2 separate regions of the Mus musculus genome follow, and region 2 is linked to region 1. Evidence: chromatin contacts called from public HiCAR-type data. All regions are on one chromosome and are shown on one strand. The core of a region is the stretch at or near the end of the contact, and the rest is flanking DNA. Distances in the headings are between cores, read along the strand shown. Region 1 has its middle 16 kb from the start of Gm22783. Region 2 has its middle 150 kb from the start of Gm23678.

Region 1 (7,205 bases), core at 279-2,778:
AGAGAACAAAGTGACAGGTGAAATTGATGACAGTATTGTTTCATTTATCACTACATATTCAAAATGTCCTTGCAACATACAATCTATATGAAAAATAACAATGAGATGTTTTACAGTCTTTATTTCATAGTAAACTTTTGAAACCTGGTGTGTATTTTATACTTACAGTACAGAGCAAATTTGCTTAGCTATCTTTGAACACCCAATATATAGGTTCAATATAAGCATGGCCGCTCAAGTCTGTGATCCTGGCACTCAGAAATTTGCTATGAAATTAAGTCCAGTCTGGGCTACAGGGTGAGATGTGGTTTCAAAATCAATTGATAAATAAACAAATAATGAACCCCAATTTTTTGAAAACCACACAATTCGAAAACAGCACTGTGGCCAGGTGTGGTGGCACTTGCCTTAGGTGTGGTGGCACTTGCTTTAGGGGCAGGTTTATATCTGAGTTCTAGGCCAGCATTTTCTACACAGTGTGTTCCAGAACAGACAGAGCTACATAAAGAACTCCTGTTTTGAAAAGCCAAGACAAAAACTACACAGAAAAAAAAAAAGTACTGTGAATGTTACAGAATCTGAGGTATGTATTCTCACACTTCTGAGAGTCAACATTTGCTGTAGACCCTTTGGGTCCCTTTGTTTTCATGGAACCGGGTCTCTAGTTGCAGGTGGGCAAGGAGTGGGCGAATGACAGACATATGCACACAGGAAATTGTGTAGAATCTGAATGTAATTTGTCAAGTGGAGCATCAAACTTTTTATACAGAAGAATAACAAGAAACCAGGGGAGATATATTCACCAAGTTACTGTAACACAATACAAAAGGAATGTATACATCAAAAGAAGGTGGGGACCAGGCTGCTGCCACTAAGAATGGAGCAAGGTGTAAAGCTAGTCTATTGTTAAGCCCACCACCAGAGGTTCTGCTCTAGCTGACCTTCTCATGAATACTGCAATACCACAACCCCCCTATTTCCTGGGCCCTGGTATGAGTGTAACTTTTAAGTATCTGTGGATAATCTCCATTTGTCAGAAGAATTCACCAACTTGCTTCTAATATGCAATGTAGCCTGTACTGAAGATTTCTATCTCAGTGGGATTCCCTGGCTCTTTCAAGGTATTCCCTTGTTTGGGTGAGACTGTACTTAGTAAACACTCTGCAGACCAGCCCTGGTACAAAAGACCCCACCAGTCTTTTGTAATGCTTAATTAGTTACTGAATAGGTAACTTCCTTCCTGCATTCCTACCAGATTCCAAGCTCCTCGGCTTCTGGAACATTGGAACACTGCTGGGAGGCTTTAGCTATGTCAGAATTCAATCTTAAAAGACACTTATAATAAAATAATACTAAAAGAGAGTACATGGATCCATACACTAGGGGATAGGGTATGAGTGTATGGGTTAATGAGAATGCCAAAGCTCCAGGAGGTAAGTTCCTTTTGAAACTCTATGCCTCATGAGTGCTCCCAGGCTTCTCAGCCTGTCAAGCAGACTTCACTGAAGTGTGCCTGGCAAAGAGTGTGTGGTACTCCTGAGACCTGATGGCTCTATTACTCCTGGATTCATCAAATGCTGATGAGGCACCAAAGGCACTCTCAGCCGCAAAGGTCCAGGGAAGTGAGAAGCAGAAACAGTACTAAAAGCAGGGATCGTGATAGGGAATCAACAGTCAGCATCTTCTACTCTTGAACTTCTCCAAATTCTAGACTACTCCATAAACACACAGGACAATTTCAGGAGTCTCTTACATTCATTTGCAACTATGCTCAAACGGGGATGTGGTTTATCACCTTCTATTTTGACTTTGGAGGAAACGATGGCTCTTACTACTTCTTATACTAAGTATTACATAGTTTGAAAAAGCCTGGTCTATAAAGTGAGATAGTATATCAAAAATTAAAAAAAATAAAAAATTAAAAAAAAAACAAAGAGAAACAAATAAGCACAACCAATTAACCAAATAAATAAACAGCAACAACAAAACATATTTTAAGTTACAGAAGCAATGAGTTTGGAAGAAAATAAGTAATGTCTTTTCTGCTTTATTAAGCTGCGTTGTCACCTTTCATTCACTTGTGATAATAAGCCTATTCCCAACCTTTTCTGTATTTGCTGCTTACAAATCTCTGTTGATATGCCTGTCTGGTTATCTGGGTTGTGTGACTACTTAGGATCAGATTCAGCACCAAATGATGCAGTTAAGCTCATCAAACCAAGAGACAATGATTAATGATGAAAACCATAGGATACCCAGACCTAATATTAGGGTGGCTACACCTTCCTCACCTTCTTCCCTATGTCCTGTTTTAAAAATTTGTATGTAAGATGTGCATAGCAACAAGAAAAAGCAACCCCCATGTTTATGATGTCTAAAAACAACAATACAAACTCCAAAGTCACCATGGAAACTGCCTCCCACTAGCATTTGCTTTTCAGAGGTTTTAGAAGCATTTATCCACAACAAATCAGCAGAGAAAAAAATTGAGACAGATGACCCCAATCATGCATGATTCAGGCAACTAGAGAAAGGTTTACCAGGAAAGAAGGGGGGGGTCCATCTGTCACAACTTCATTACACTTTTATTTTCAGAAGCTTTAACTCACATATTTGTCAGAAAGATCCTCCAAGGGATCCTTTAAGATGCAGCTTCTGAAAGTACTTGGTTTTATGTGTTTCATAAACATTCATATTTGAAAGTAGCATGTATTTGTGCTTTCTTTGGGATATTTATTTTATTAATAAAAGTGATATTTTTCTACGTTGTCAGGAATAGAAAACCAACATAATCATAGGGTAGTTTCAGAAAACCCAAGTTTGAGTCATTTGTAGCTGTGCACATTTGTAATCATAGCACTTGGGTGGTAGAGGCATGAAGATTACTAGGTCAAGCTCATCTTCAGCTACATGAGAAGTTGAGGCCAGTCTGCATTATATGTGAACTATGTCTCAAAGACAAAATGGGGTGTAGGTTGAAAGAAGGAAAAGATAAGAAAGGAGGGAGGAAGGAAGGAAGGGAGGTAGGGAGGGAGGAATGGAGGAAGGAAGGAAAGAAAGAAGGAAGGAGGAAGAGAAGCAAATACAAGTTCAAGATAATGGAAGTGGACTTTAATTAGGAAGCAAGTATTCTGGTGTACTTTCGGGGAGAATAGTGAAGAGTGCCAGCCTGTAGAAAGGTGTAAAGGTTAGATAGACCTAAGAGAAAGGAGGTGTTTGCTGAAGTTGTTATTCAGAGCAGAAGATCAGCTTTGTTGACAAATTCACAACAACATTAAGAATATTTCACCACCCAGTCAAACACCCAGTTTGAAACAGTTGTTACTCCTCATAGCTAGGAGAGATTGAGGAGAGTTGTAACTAACCACTCCACCATCCCAGAGCCTGCTTCATCTTTTCTACAGTACTTTTCTTTTTGTGTTATGTTACAGTTATTTTTGTCCCTCACTCTGGTGCTTTGACAAACTTTTGAAAATACAGAGTATTTCTTATACACATCTTCTATGCCCCAGAGCCTCTACCATGATTCCTTCTATGAAGCCAGGGTAGGGCAGGGTTGGGTGGACATGATACACACTAAGGCACGTATGTGATATGAATTATGAAAGTCTTCCTCCATGTACTTGAGGCAAGGTTAATCTCTGGACATTTCTGAGTTACCATGACAACTCTTCCAAACTCATCAAAGGTTTTCCTGACAGATTAATCAGGTGATCTGCTTAATGGAAAACTTCACTGATTAACTTTGTAATTTGCTTTTTTTCCTTAAGGACATCTAATATGGAAAGCAATACACTTGCCTATGTGAGGTAACCCACATACAACAATATAAAGAACAGGAGAAAATCCACTCTGTTCCCTGGTAAAATTATCTGCTGGAATATTTATCCATGACATGGTGAAAACAATGATCTTTCATTTTGAATTCATGAGACTTTTACAGATTATGGATGGATTCGGAAAGTATGACAGCCTATAAATTGTGCATCAGTTTGTTTCACCTGGATGATCAACACAGAACTACAGAAGGGGTTCAGTCAATAAAACAGTCCGAAGAAGAAGAAAATATAGAATAAATGCTAATTTTTCAGCTCAATAACCATTTGCTGATTACATAGTTCTGTAAAGATTATTGAGTCAATCCATTCCCATTAGGGCCACCCCCACCATCTTCCTTCTGAGCCCAGCAGAGGCTGCTGGGACTCCAGAGTTCTCTCCACACCACAGGACCTTGAGATCACCTAGGAATCATGGGTGAGTGGAACACAACATCAGCTTCAAGAATCGCAGAGGGTCTTGTGCCAGCAGGAACAGGGACAAAGGAACCCCGACTGACCAGAGGCTGGGATCAATTTAGGTCAGGGCCAGCCCCTCCATCTTCAGCCTGAACCTGGCTGAGGGCATCTAGAGCACCAGAGTACTCTCCATGCTGCAGGACCACTACAACACCCAGGAACTCCTGATCACCTGAGAGCAATAGAAGCAACAGAGCTTCTTGGTCAGGGTCCCATCAGGCCTTCATCCTCAGCCAGGAGGTGGAGCTGAGACCCAAACTTCTGGAAACATTCCTTGCCAGAGGAGAGTCAGCCTTCAAGGAGGGTTCTGACCCCAGAACTCAGGAGGTAGATCAGAGCTCCAGACTGCTGGACACCTGCCCTGAAAGAGGAGAGCTTGCCTGCAGAGAGTGCTCTGACCACTGAAACTCAGGAGAGAGTTGGACTCCCAGGAGTGCTGACAGAGGCTAACAGAATCACAGGAGGATCAAGCTCCAATGAGAGACAGCTTGAACATTAACACAAGAGATTTCCAGATGACGAAAGCAAATGTAAGAATCTTACTAACAGAAACCAAGAACACTGGGCATCATCAGAACCCAGTATGCCCAACACAACAAGTCCGGGAAACCCCAACACACCCGAAAAGCAAGACACGGATTTAAAATCATATCTCATGATGGTGGTAGAATATTTTAAGAAGGGCATTAATAACTCACTTAAAGAAATACAGAAGAACACTGCTAAACATGTAGAAGCCCCTAAAAAGGAACCACAAAAAATCCCTCAAGGAATTACAGTAGAACACTGCTAAACAGGTAGAAGTCCTTAAAGAACTACAGGCAAACACTGCTAAATGGGTAGAAGAAACACAAAAATCCCTTAAAGAATTACAGGAAAACAAACCAAACAGGTGATGAAATTTAACAAAACCATCCAAGATCTAAAAATGGAAGTAGAAACAATGAAGAAAACCCAAAGGGAGACAATTCTGGAGATAGAAATCCTAGGAAAGAAGTCAGGAACCAAAGATGTGAGCATCAGCAACAGAATACAAGAGATGGAAGAGAGAATCTCAGGTGCAGAGGATTCATAGGGAACATGGACACAACAATCAAAGAAAATGCAAAATGCAAAAAGATCCCAAGTCAAAACATCCAGGAAATCCAGGACACAATGGGAAGACCAAACCTACGGATAATAGGAGTAGACAAGAACGAAGATTTTCAAATTAAAGGGCCGGCAAATGTCTTCAACAAAATTATAGAAGAAAACTTCCCATACCTAAAGAAAGAGAGGCCCATGAACACACAAAAAGCCTATAGAACTCCAAATAGACTGGACCTGAAAAGAAATTCCTCCCGACACATACTAATCAGAACAACAAATGCACTAAATAAAGACAGTATATTAAAAGTAGTAAGGGAAAGAGGTCAAGTAACATATAAAGGCAGGACTATTAGAATTACTTCAGACTTCTTACCAGAGACTATGAGAGCCAGAATATACTGGAGAGATGTTATACAGACACTACGAGAACACAAATCCTAGCCTAGGCTACTATACCCAGTAAAACTCTCAATTACCATAGATGGAGAAACCAAAGTATTCCGTGACAAAACCAAATTCACACAATATCTTTCCATAAATCCAGCCCTTCAAAGGATAATAAAGGGAAAACACAAACACAAAGATGGAAATTACACCCTAGAAAAAGCAAGAACGCAATCCTTTAACAAACCTAAAAGAAGATAACCACAAGAACAGATTCCCAACTTTAACAACAAAAATAACAGGAAGCAAAAATCACTTTTCTTTGATTTTTCTAACATCAATGGACTCAATTCCCAAATAAAAAGCATAGACAAACAGACTGGCTACACAAACAGGACCCATCATTTTGCTGCTTACAAGAAAACCCACCTCAGGGATAAAAACAGACACTACCTCAGACTAAAAGAATGGAAAACAATTTTCCAAGCAAATGGTCCGAAGAAACAAGATGGAGTAGCCATTCTAATATTAAATAAAATTGACTTCCAACCCAAAGTTATCAAAAAAGACAAGGAGAGGCACTTCATACTCATCAAAGGTAAAATCTATCATGATGAACTCTCAATTCTAAATATCTATGCTCTAAATGCAAGGACAGCTACATTCATTAAAGAAACTTTAGTAAAGCTCAAAGCACACATTGAACCTCACACAATAATAGTGGGCAACTTCAACACACCACTCTCACCAATGGACAGATCCTGGAAACAGAAACTAAACAGAGATACATGGACACTAACAGAAGTTATGAAACAAATAGATTTAATAGATATCTACAGAATATTTTATCATAAAACAAAAGGATATACCTTCTTCTCAGCACCTCATGGTACCTCCTCCAAAAGTGACCATAATTGGTCACAAAACAGGCCTCAACAGATACAAAAATATTTAAATTATGCCATGCATCCTATCACATCACCACGGACTAATGCTGATCTTCAATAACAGCACAAATAATAGAAAGCCAACATTCATGTGGAAACTGAACAACACTCTTCTCAATGATACCTTGGACAAGGAAGAATTTAAAGACTTTTTAGAGTTTAATGAAAATGAAGCCACAACATACCCAAACTTATGGGACACAATGAAAGCAGTCCTAAAAGGAAAACTCATAGTCCTGAGTGCCTCCAAAACGAAACTAGAGAGAGCATACACTAGCAGTCTGACAGCACACCTAGAAGCTCTAGAACAAAAGGAAGCAAATTCACCCAAGAGGACTAGACAGTAGGAAATAATCAAACTCAGGCCTGAAATCAACAAACTGGAACAAAAAACTATTCAAAGAATCAACCAAACCAGTAGCTGGTTCTTTGAGAAAATCAACAAGATAGATAAACCCTTAGACACACTAACTAGAGGGCACAGGGACAG
Region 2 (6,808 bases), core at 3,312-5,811, 570 kb before region 1:
GTTAGCCCTGTTCTGTAGCATAGGTCAGGCATGTACTCATTTGGATCTGGTGAATACCATGTTTCTCCTCCTCCTGGCTTCAGATTAATGTAACATGCCCCATCTATGAGCTGGGAATTCAAGCTACATTTCCCTTCCTGAAGTCATGCAAAGGCAACCCATCTGTGAATGGGAGACTGTTGTGTTAACTTTCCTTGGGGAGATAAAATGATATCCAGTCATCCCATATGGACACCAAGACACACCAGAGCACAATTTTACCAAATTCCAACATGGTGATATGCATAACCCCCATAGTCATCAGATGACTCTCATACACTTTTGCCATCTCAGAGCAAAGACACTACCACTGGGCCTTGTCTCAAGATGTGGACTAAACTAAACTAAACTCGACCCAAAGTTTCTACACTTGATCTTAGCCAAAAGACCAAGAAAGGATGACCCAAACTTCCTTACACATTCAGGTTCCTGTTGGTTTCACAGGGAAGAAGGGGCTCCTGGGTGTTGGGTTTTGACCCTGGAGGTTGGGAGGGGAATAAGGTGCATATTTTACATAACAAAGCAGTCCTGGCCTCCAGGTTCTCCCACCATCCTAACATCTTCAGTCCTTATCTGGCATACCCTGCCCCAAACCTGAACTTTCCAGACCAGGGGCTGGGCTGCCCTTCCCCTAGAGGCTCTCCCTATATAATCCAGACATTTTTTATCTCCTCTCTCTTCTCCTTCCCTTCTCTCTCTATGCACGTGCACACCCTTTCTTTCTTTCTCCTAACTACCTCTCATGACAACTTCCTTGGCCTTCTTCTTATGGCCAGTGAACTCTCAGGGGAGCAGCTTCCCAATAAACCTGCCATTAATAAAATTTAGCCTGGCTTGAATTGACTCATTTCACCAGAGGAGAAATAACTTATCACTAGGAAGTGTTAGAGACAGAGAAACTGAACAGGACCAGGAGTGCCATTGAAGCAAAATAAGGAAAAGGATGAAGGAAGCAATTTCAGAGTTCGACAAGAACAGTGGCCAAACACAGAAGACTCGAACCCCTTCGCCAACCTGGGCTTCAATCAACCAGGAGCATGCTATGTAAATAGGCCATAAAAGGTAATGCAGCACCACCCTCCACTCACACACACATTTTCTTTCATTCTCTTAGCACTGGGCCACAGGCCAGGTGTAGCACACATTCCAAGATATTCCTTTTAACAACCATCTATTGTCTCTGGGCAATTCAGTGTAAAAAGACATAAGAACCTGGCAGCTCCAGAGGCCTTCCAGACTCAACCCCACACCTGTAACACCAGGGACACAGAATAAATGCTCATGGAGACAAAAAGCAAGAGGCTCTCATGGCTTTTGTCCATAAAACCTGCCACCTACCAAGAGCTTCTATTGTTTGATAGCAGTGTATGAAGTGTCCTGTCATGCATTCTTGTCCACTAGTTAAATACTCCTCCATTGTTGGTGGGATTACAAGCTTGTACAACCACTCTGGAAATCAGTCTGGTGGTTCCTCAGAAAATTGGACATAGTACAACCAGAAGATCCAGCAATACCTCTCCTGGGAATAAACCCAGAAGATGCTCCAACTTGTAATAAGGACACATGCTCCACTATGTTCATAGCAGCCTTATTTATAATATCCAGAAGCTGAAAAGAACCCAGAAGTCCTTCAACAGAGGAATGGATACAGAAAATGTGGTATATTTTCACAATAGAGTACAATTCAGCAATTAAAAACAATGAATTTATGAAATTCTTAGGCAAATGGATGCATCTGGAGGATATCATCCTGAGTGAGTTAACCCAATCACAAAAGAACTCACATGATATGCACTCACTGATAAGTAGATACTAGCCCAGAAACTTCGAATAACCAAGATACAATTTGCAAAACACATGAAACTCAAGAAGAAAGAAGACCAAAGTGTGGATACTTCATTCCTTCTTAGAATGGGGGACAAAATACCCATGGAAGGAGTTATAGAGACAAAGTTCAGAGCTGAGATGGAAGGAAGGATCATTCAGAGACTGCCTGACCCGGACCCATCCCATATACAACCACCAAACCTAGTCACTATTGCATAAGCCAGAAAGATTTTGCTGACAGGATCCTGATATAGCTCTCTCTTATGAGGATATGCCAGTGTCTGGCAAATATAGAAGTGGATGCTCACAGTCATCTATTGGCTGGAACACAGGGCCCCTAATAAAGGAGCTAGAGAAAGTACCCAAGGAGCTAAAGGTGTCTGCAACCCTATAGGAGGAACAACAATATGAACTAACTAGTACCCCCCAGAGCTGTGTCTCTAATTGCATATGTAGCAGAGTTTGGCCTAGTAGGCCATCAATGGGAGGAGAGGCCCTTGGTCTTGTGAAGATCATATGCCCCAGTACAGGGGAATGCCAGGGCCAGGAATTGGGAATGGGTGGGTTGGGGAGCAGGGTTGGGGGATAGCATTTGAAATGTAATTCAAGAAAATATCTAATAAGAAATACCTGGTTTACAAAAAAGTCACCAACAACTTTGAAGATAATTGAGTGACAGAAAGAATGAAGCAGCATATTTTTGGTGCTAAAACATCACTCTTCTAACTCATGATTGGATGTGATTTGGTGTGACAGGGAAGTAAAGAAAAGGCTAACAGTTTGCAAGCTTGGACTTCAGCTTGGAATCAACCAGTTTGTCAAGCCTACCTTAAGGCTGCTCCTTACCTCTCCCCAACCAGACTAAGGCCATGAGACTCCAGTGGTCCAGGTTTAGAGACCTTCTGAAGTGTCTGAAAATCGTCTATCACTTAGAACACAAACACTTGGGCGAAAAATTAAAATGCGAATGAGACGCACAAATTTGTATGTTCAATTACAAGTAACTGATAGGTAAGCATGCCTAGAAAAAGTCTATGCTTAGTGACAAGAAACTATAACCCTTTGTGACTCTGGAGCCTAGAGCTGCTAAAATTCCTCTTGGCTAGACCTACTTTCTCCCATGTACTATCTCTTTTTCTAACAAACTGCCCCTGATTCAGCTGCAGCTGTGTGTCTCTGTTCAACTTTTTGTTCATGGACTCATAAACTTGGAATCCCTCTGTGTATGGCTGTCAAGGCTGGATTTCAGCTGCTATCAATTTTGCCCTCAGTTAAAAAAGTATGAATATGGGTCTGGGGTGTGTGTGGATAGGTGGATGGACCAGATACTTCTCTTTTATCCCCATTTAAAAAGTGAAAGTCATGGTGTATGATTCTAGCACTCAGGAGGCAGAAGTAGCAGGAGGATCTCTGAGTTCAATGCCAGCCTGATTTGCATAGTGTGTTCTAGACCAGCTAGAAATACATAGTGAGACTGTGTCTCAAATCTCAAAAAAAAAAAAAAAAAAGTGGTTTAAATGAGAATGGCCCCCAGAGGCTCATAGATTTGAATGCTTGGTCACCAGGAAGTGGCATTACTTGAGAAGTAATAGCCTTGTTGGAGGAAGTGTATCACTGGAGTTCGGTTTGGAGTTTCAAATGCCAGGCCTAGTGTCTCTTTGTCTTCCTACTATCTGCAGATCCAGATGGAAAACTCTCAGCTGGTTCTCTAGCACTATGTCCCTCTTCATGCCACCAATTAAATGCTTCCTTTTATTAGAGTTGCTGTGGTACTGGTGTCTCTTTACATCAATAGAACACTGACCAAGATAAATATAGTCTATTAACTAATTAAAATTTAAAAAACAGGCAATCTATGCTTCAATGAAAACCTGCATATACTTCCACGTGTTATCTGATGGTGCATACCCTGTCTTGCCTTGTTCAGCTAACTCTCTTCTCCCATGGAGCATAGGGGAACAGAAAACAGTTTGCATCCATTTACAACTCACTTCAACATTTCCACTTTCCCTGTCAATGAGGGCTGGTTATTAAAAACAACAATAATCAAAATCATTATAACAGCTGCCCAGTTCCCTCAATTATAAGAGCAACATAGAATTTCCACATGTTCCTGTTTATACCTCAGGAGGGTCATGATTTTTCCTTTGCTTGGAAATGGTCTTCAAATACTCTTGTAATACTGATTTCTTTAGTTGTAGAGCTGGTCTCTAGGAGATGGCCACTGAACATCTTCTCCTCTAAAAACTTTTGTGAGGATGCAGTGTAGTGAAAGCTTATTTTCCATGAATTAAGTAGGGTTCACTAGGTTACAGCTTTGTTTTAACCTTGTAAACTGGGTGGCCTCTGAAAGCTCCTTAGAACACTTCAAAGCAGGCCTTTTCAACATTTCTAAGTGCCCCACTCTCTTCTTTTTGTGATTGAATTCTTGCTGACCTTAGTCTTTCAGTGAAAAGAGGGTACCAAAAGGCTCTAACAAAACACCTGAGACCATTAGAGCAATCAAAAACCAAGGGGTCAAGATGAACTAATCCCTGGCAGAGGATTTACATAAATAAGTATTAACCTCTGGATGTGAATAAAAGAATAAAATGCAATCTTGGGGTCAGAACCTTGGTTCAAGGGCACTTACTAGGCCAAACAGGGCTTCTGTGCTATGCCAGGAATTCCAGGAATCCCACTGATCACTGAATGCTGGCAGGGCACAGGGGGGGGGGGGTTGGTTCAAGGAAGCTAACTGAAACTCAGCTCTGCCTAGTGGCTGGGTCTCAGCTCTCCCAAGCAGCAACCTACAGTGGAGAGCATGGGGGGAAAAAAACCCAGCAGGCAATCAACATACTTTGAAATAAGACTTTCTACAGTGGGAAAAATGTGTTCTGCTGACAATTAACTCGAATCTTAGTTTAGACAGCTTTGTTAAACAGAGAGGCTCACAGGGGCAAGTGAGGGGCAAGATCCAAGTCTTTTGAAAGGACCACTTTTTTGTTTTCCCTTGGAGTACTGCTTTGTAAAAGGCATCTGTCCCTAATATGTAGATCACTTGGCAAAGTACAGGAACTTCAGAGGGGGTGGCTGTTGCTGTTACAGTAAACTTTCTGTTCACAGAGATATTAACAGGGTCATAAGAAAATGTTATTCCTATAGTTGAAGGGACCAGCCAGATGTTATTACCAGGCTTTAAAAATAAACAGGCCAGGGGCTGGAGAGCAGGCTCAACACTAAGTTTAGCACTTCTTACTTTATCAGAGGATGAGAGTTCAGATCCTAGTGCTCACATCTGGTGTCTTACAAACATCTGTAACTCTAGCCCCACGGGATCTAATGCCCAGTTTCTAACCTTCAAAGGCACCTGCACACACATGTACACACACACACATATATAACACACATAAATTAAATAAGCCTTTGAAAGATTGCAGCTACCCTGATTGTGAATGGATGGTGGTGGTGCTGAAGTGAATTACAAATGAAGGAAAACTATGGTTTTTCTTCCCCCTGGAGAAGGAAGTCAGCTGACGCGAACAAGACAGAATTTGCTTACCTACCACTTGCCCAAAACTATGAGTTGTGAAGTAGCTTCATCAACCATGGAATCACAATCAGATAACACAGGAAGCAGGAGCTAGAAGCAATAAAGAATTTTCCATCGAAGTATGAATTGCCTCTACCCCAGGCAAGGCATTTTGTTTTTAAAAGAAGGCAGGAAGACAAGTACCCAGTGTACCTCTTTTCCTCTCACCCATCCCTGACAAAACACAGCCACATAGTTTGTTTGGTTGGTTTTAACATCTATAAAGAGTGCAGTGGGTTTTGAAATCTTTCCTCTAAAACAACCATACCCTTGTGGGTGGGTAGCTCCTTTGAGAAGAGAGGGTTGTAGACACTGCCTCTTTTGGACCTGTCTCTGAGCATTTGGCAGAACTCTTGCTGTAGAAAGGAAGCACTGCTAGAAGGATTGAGACTCCATAAGAGAGAAACCATACTCTTTGTCTGTTTGGGCTAATAAGTGTGTAACTATTGATGGCCATTCTGAATTCATTTGGGAAGGAGTCCTCTAATCGGCCCTGTGAATCAGATAAAACAGAGAGCAGGGGTATCCCCAGCTTTCCTACTTAAAGAGTGTGTGTTTCTGTGTCCTCAAAGGGTCTGTGGGGCTTCCTGGTTGTGATCAATTAGTTGTAAACACCACTACTCTCGGACCCTGTGGGGCTTCCTAAGAGGACCACTGTCTCTTGACAGTCTTCTAAAAGAAAAGATAGGAAGTGTGGGCTCTTTTGGTGAAGGCCATTCCTACTAGACACCAGTGGAGAGACTAAGAGGCATAGCAAAGTGACACTGGAGAATTCTTGGTCTTTGACTGAAATTTTAAATTTTGTAGCCTAAGAAATCTGCTTTAAAAATCATCTGTTTTCAAATTCAGGAACTTGTGTTCCAGGCTTATTTATTTAAAGACAAATAAAAGGCCAAAGTGGCACAGGACTTTATTAACACAAGCTTACATGCCTTCCTCAGCCTTGTCCCTGGGTTTTCCCCGCGAGCAGTGGGGCCACCTCAGGAAGTACACTGTGAGAGAATTTTAAAAGGCAACCCTGATTAGTGCCAAGAAAACTGGAGTGAGACAGGTATGGTGGTGGCAGAGTTCCATCTAAGTGCAAATAAGCAGCCTTCTGTTCTGCAAAGTGCAGGGTAGACTCTCACATGGAAACACTGCCTTCTGGAGTGATGTGGGCCCCTGGTATGTGGAAAGGAATTTACTTGGGTCCTCTTCAAGTTGGCAGGCAGGCCGGCATTCGGGTGTTGGTTAGTACACATTCCTTTCTGACTCATTACCCACTTGCCCAGGCCCCTCCTTCCTAGGGTGTGAGGCCCCTTTTCCAGCTTTCCCAGGGCTGGCATGGAGATTGATGGGATCTTGGCAGTCACCAAAGGAAAGCTGGATGTT

What was found. HiCAR-type assays count read pairs that join an accessible place to other places.
Region 2: a contact with region 1 is called in a HiCAR-type map of embryonic stem cells, with 4 times the contacts expected there. The contact joins two enhancer-like sites. A contact is called at or near these places in 1 of 39 promoter capture datasets (cranial neural crest) and 3 of 115 datasets of contacts at active chromatin or transcription factors (embryonic stem cells and epiblast stem cells).

The regions. Positions count from the first base shown.
Region 1 is chrX:19,335,769-19,342,973 of GRCm38.p6, reverse strand. No RefSeq gene overlaps it. Among named protein-coding and RNA genes, the nearest start is that of Gm22783, 16 kb to the left of the region's middle. Within about 2 kb of position 1,528, at least 5 of the 459 cell types and tissues checked have an H3K27ac peak or open chromatin away from gene starts, as enhancers often do. A contact at or near this core is called in embryonic stem cells, where this site is marked.
Region 2 is chrX:19,904,589-19,911,396 of GRCm38.p6, reverse strand. No RefSeq gene overlaps it. Among named protein-coding and RNA genes, the nearest start is that of Gm23678, 150 kb to the right of the region's middle. Within about 2 kb of position 4,561, at least 31 of the 459 cell types and tissues checked have an H3K27ac peak or open chromatin away from gene starts, as enhancers often do. A contact at or near this core is called in embryonic stem cells, where this site is marked.